Regions from separate parts of the Urocitellus parryii genome. Here region 1 is linked to region 2. Evidence: chromatin contacts called from public Hi-C data. All regions are on one chromosome and are shown on one strand. The core of a region is the stretch at or near the end of the contact, and the rest is flanking DNA. Distances in the headings are between cores, read along the strand shown.

What was found. Hi-C and Micro-C count contacts between places; a contact is called where the count stands out from the background.
Region 1: a Hi-C map of muscle shows a contact between it and region 2, with 5 times the contacts expected there. The contact joins the promoter of Cox18 here to the promoter of Ankrd17 in region 2. A contact is called at or near these places in 2 of 2 Hi-C or Micro-C datasets (liver and muscle).

The regions. Positions count from the first base shown.
Region 1 is chr10:88,903,180-88,905,879 of mUroPar1.hap1, forward strand. Cox18 (cytochrome c oxidase assembly factor COX18) reads left to right here and starts at 1,391. Exons shown (of 6, transcript XM_026402581.2): 1 at 1,391-1,920. The coding sequence starts at 1,579.
Region 2 is chr10:88,750,581-88,753,280 of mUroPar1.hap1, forward strand. Ankrd17 (ankyrin repeat domain 17) reads left to right here and starts at 1,310. Exons shown (of 33, transcript XM_077803459.1): 1 at 1,310-1,790. The coding sequence starts at 1,398.

The sequences.
Region 1 (2,700 bases), core at 141-2,640, 150 kb after region 2:
CCCATGGACTCACACCCAGATAACATCACTCTTAGATTTTTATAAACTGTAAATTGAAAAATTGTAAATAAAAATGTATTTTTACATTTATCAAACAATAAGAACACAGTAATGCTGTATGAGTAGCCTTTTGGAGGGTGAGTTGTTTTGTGCTGGAGTTTGAACCCAGGACCTTCTTTACACAGGCACTCTACCACTGAATCACACCCACCCCCAGCTAGTGTAGGTTATCTTTATGATGACAGAGTAGCTGGGAGCTGCAGCAAGAATATAAATTATTAGCCTAAGAAAATATTTAAAATTTGGAGTACAGTTACCACTGAATGCATATAGCTTTCACACTATCACAAAATCGGAAAATCCTAAGTGGAACCATGCAGGGCTTTATACATTTAGTTACTCTGTAAGGAACTCAAAGCTGAGGAAACCATTAACTGTGACATAACCCTAAAATTAAGGACAGTGGTAGAGTGCTTGCCTAACATGCATAAGGCTTTGGGTTTGACCCCAGCAGCACTGCCCTCTCCCGCTCAAAAAAAATGCTGTCCTATAATCTGGCAACAACAACAAAAACTCATTCCTATAAATCTGGCATCACAGTACGTTTGAACTATATTTTAAAAACTTCCTTTTGAGGGGCTGCGGTTGTGGCTCGGTGGCAAAGCGCTCACCTTGCACATGTGAGGCACTGGGTTCTATCCTCAGCACCACATAAAAATAAATAAAGATACTATGTCCCTCTATAACTTAAAAAATTTTTTTTTTAAAAAAACAAGGTTCTTTTGAATAGAAACTTTAGAATATTATTTCAAGATGATTACACCGAAGGAAAAAAATCCATTTTTTAATCACTGTAGAGGTTAAATAATCCATTCTTTTGATGTATTTTTACTTGAGTTACTGCCCGTGATCCTTACTATTTAAATCAGAAGATAATACGTAAGATTTTTGCTACTATATATAATGTATCGAAGGAAACTGGGGTTTAAAACGCTAGCCGGAAAAGATGGACCAATGAAATATTATACCAAAGACTAAATTATGCCTAATGTTTAACGAATGCTGATTAACACCACTTTCGGGAAAGCCGGCATTTCAGCAAAGCATTGACTCTTGGGCACTATTGTCGTACAGAATGTCTAGCGGAAGCAGTTGGATGCACGAAAAATGGTGAGGAACAACTTCTGGACACAAAACCACATAGCAAGCAGAGTTCACTACCAATAACACGATTAGGCTTGGTGAAAACGCAGAAGACTAGATTATAAAGTAAACTCTCCCTAGAGAACACCCCGCCCCTGTCCGCAGTTCCGGTCGGGACCCCAGCCGCTGGAGCTCCTCCAGTGAGTTCCAGAACTGCCTAGTGCCGCGTGGGAAAGGTGGGACTTCCTTGACTCTTACGTCATCTCCAGTGCGACGCAAGACGTCACCGACTTGAATAGGAAGGTCAATCGGAAGGCTGCGGAACGGCGCGCACGGCTACGCCTAGTGCAGTTGGCGCCTGCGCGGGGTCTGGGTTGAGCCGTGCGAATCGCCGGTCCCGGAGTCCCGCGACCTGAGCTCCGCTCCAACGTAGGCATGATGTGTGGGATGGGTGGTCGGTGGCAGCGGTTGCTACCTACCCTACAGCTGCGGACTAGGGGCCTGCCTCTTCTGCCATCCCTCTGGAACGGCGCCAACCCCCCAGCTCTCCCAATGTGGGCGGTGGCGTCAGTTTCTGCAGTTTCCCCCGACGGTGCGGGCGGCTGGTACGAGGCCCTGGCCGCGTCCGCGCCGGTGCGGGCCGCTGAGGAAGTGCTGCTCTGCGCGCACGCCGCCACAGGCCTTCCCTGGTGGGGCAGCATTTTGCTCACCACCGTGGCCCTGCGCGGCGCGGTCACGCTGCCCCTGGCCGCTTACCAGCACTACATCCTGGCCAAGGTGAGGAGCGCCGAGCCGCGCGCATACTTGCTGTCGCCCTAGCAGTGGAGGTTAGACGTCTTCCTGGGTCTCAGATCCCGCTATGGTACCATAGTGTTATTGTTAGTCATCGAGGCCACTTTATTACTAAAAATTTTAAGTGGCATTGGATGTGTAAATATTCTGTCACAGGTGTACCTGAAATTTTCGTTTGTCCTCCTGAGTTTGTGCTCAGAGCACAAGTGGTTACTCAACTTGTTCATGATGAGACCAGTAAAGAAATGAGAATATTGTTTGCTTGTACAAATGTTTAAGAACGAATTCTACTACTATGTATAATTATGCACCGATAATTTTTTTCACACTACAAGCAAAAACTAAAGTCATCAAACATTACACTTTAAAAAAATCAGAAGAAATTGTATGGAAAAAACTATGTAACATTAACATCTTAAAAAGTTTTATCAGGCAGTATGTCAGCAGCATCTTTGACCAAAGTATTCCAGCTTATATTTCTTATAAGAAAGAAACTACTAAGGTATCAGTTTGCAAACAATATCTTATCTTGGCACTTACCACCTGTAACAGTTTTGCTGTCACTTGACTTTTTAGGACATCCTTCTTTCTGTGGTGTCAGTATAAAAATACCTTCCTTTACATAACAACTTCATGATATGAAATCATATAACATGAGTTGAAATGCTTTGAAAACAAAAAGGGATTATTATTGTGAGATTTCATAAATACGGTTTTCATATTATTATAGTTAGGAAAAAGTTACTGGAAAGCAAAACAAGAAAG
Region 2 (2,700 bases), core at 60-2,559:
GGTACTCTGTAAAGTACTGGCAACTGCCCACATTTCATATGGCATGCTAGTGCTAAAAACAAAAATGCTACGAAAAAAAAAATTCAGGCACGCTTGGCTAAACTTAGCAGTCTTAAAATGGCAACTATGTCAGTTGAGACACACTTTTTATCTTGTGCCAGTACGTCTGTCTTTGATGTTTGCTTCATTTTCCTTATGCCACTATACTCGTACTAGAACAGAAATGGATAATTCTGAGTTCAATAAACTACACTATCATTTCAAAACTTCTGCAAGTTCTCCAGACACTTAAAAATGATCTCAGAATCCCGACAGTAATATTCTTTCAAAGAAATATATGGAGACAAACATGATTACTTATGACGCTCGCTTCACAGATAAAAGTTGTGCTGGTTAGAAGTGGAACAGCTAGATTAGAGACAATCGTCTGCAAACTCCGGCACAGATCCCACATCTTTTCTCCTCTTTTGAGTTGTAATGATCTTACACATCGCCTAATCTACTTTTTTTCACATTACACATGTGTAATACTCAGGTCCAGGAAGTCTCTGATCCAAGACTTCAACTTAGGCAAGAGATGCTCTTTTTCTTACTCAAAGCCTCCTCTCAAGATCCAGAACCCTAATTCCGGATTTGGCGGCGGAAAAAAAAAATGGCCAGACTAAAACTCCACACAACAGGTCCAGAACGCGGCCCCACTTCCCGGATCTGGCGGACCCCGCTGACTGTTAACAAAGTGTGGGTACCGCGCTTCCGCACTCGGCTCGTATTCTCGAGGCCCGCCCTCACGCCCCGCAACTGCGCGCCCGCGCGGTCCGGGTCCGGGTCCGGCCCTCGAAATCTCCCTTTCGATTTTTGGCCACCCGCGCGCCACCGCTCAGGCGACGGCTGATGGCGTCACTTGCGCTTCCGCCTGCGGCTGCGTTCTAATCACTAGCCAGGAAGGAAGAAGGGAGGGCTGTGTGTGGGGGAAGTAGCGGGGAAAGAGAAGAAATCCCGGCGCTCGTGGGCACTCAGGCGGAAACCGCGACCTCTGCTCTGCCTTGCCGTTCCCATCGGAAGCCACCCCGGGCACACTTCCCTTGTGTCTTTTTAGTTTCCCCTCCTCTGGGTCCCTCGACATCCGTCTCCCTCTACGCTTCGGCACCCCCCCTCCTCCCGCGCCTTGCTCCCTCACGCTCCCTCCCTCCCATCGTCAGGCTCCCCGCCCTTAGTATCGCGAGACGAGGTGAGAGCTGGCGGAGCGGCGGCGGCGGCGGCGGCGGCAGTAGAGGTGACCGAGGCGGTGGCGGCGGAGGCGGCACCAAACGCTGTGTTGGCCCCGGTGCGGCCGAAGTCGCGGTAGAGCGTAGCCCCCAGGCCCCTCCTCCGTCCGCGCCCTCCCTCTTTCCCTGGGGATGGAGAAGGCGACGGTTCCGGTGGCGGTGGCGGCGGCTGAGGGAGAAGGGAGCCCCCCGGCGGTGGCGGCGGTGGCGGGCCCCCCCGCGGCGGCGGCGGAGGTCGGCGGCAGCGTTGGCGGCGGCAGCGGGGCTCCCTCGGCTTCGTCTCCTCGTGGGATGGTGCGAGTCTGCGACCTGCTCCTGAAGAAGAAGCCGCCGCAGCAGCAACACCACAAGGCCAAGCGTAACCGGACTTGCCGACCCCCCAGCAGCAGCGAAAGCAGCAGCGACAGCGACAACAGCGGCGGCGGCGGAGGCGGCGGTGGAGGAGGAGGTGGCGGCGGCGGCACCAGCAGCAACAACAGCGAGGAAGAAGAGGACGACGACGACGAGGAAGAGGAGGTTTCTGAGGCAAGGGCCTGGTTTCAAAGGAAGGAGGGAGGAAGGGACTGTAAAGGTTTGGGGCCGAAGGTGGGAGGGGACTTGCGGTGGGACAGATTGTTCTAGGTTGGTCTATCTTGGGGTCTAGGCTTTCAACTGCCCCCTTTCTTTCCTCGGCCTAAATTGTGAGGTGTGGGAACGTGGGGGAGGGTAGCTGACACGTGGGGGTGGGAGGACCACAGAGTTCGTGAACAGCCTGTTATCTGGGATGGTTAACACGGTAAGGATGGAGAAAATTAGTTAGACTCCCCATTTGCACACCCCGGAGAAGGGTGGTCTGCCTGGGGCCAGTAGGGCCACTTATTCCTGAGGCGGGGGCGGAGCTAAAACGGGAGGAGTAAGATAATAGGTAGATGAGTCTCTCTGGGAACCCTAGGAGGAGGTTGATAGATTTCTTCCAGTTGTGAGGTGGAGGGGAGCAGTTTTGGAGGGACCCTAAGATTGTAAATGTACTTGGAGTTAAGTGTTTGGTGTGGGAGACACGTGATAGGCTGTACTTTTCCATACTGTTGTGCTGCAGGGTTTTTTTCATAACCATTGTGGCTGCTGAAGTAACCTTCGCTTCTTAAATCTCAAGGATTTTAGATGAACTCATCTTCTATCCTTACACATTTATAATAACTCAGTGGATGAAAAATGTATTTGATCCTTACCTATACATACACATATATCGTCAGGTGCTTCCTAAGTGGAAAGAATTAAGCTGGGACCTATTATTTTTCAAATAATAAGGGGCAGCAAATTGTGTGTTTTGCAACCAGGCTTGGTTGTAGTGAGTTGAAATAGAAAGGCCTCTTGATTTGTCCTAGTGATCTGGTTTCATAATAACTGTTTATAATTTTTCCTGGGTCCACAGACAGGCGGCGTTGCAGGATCTTAT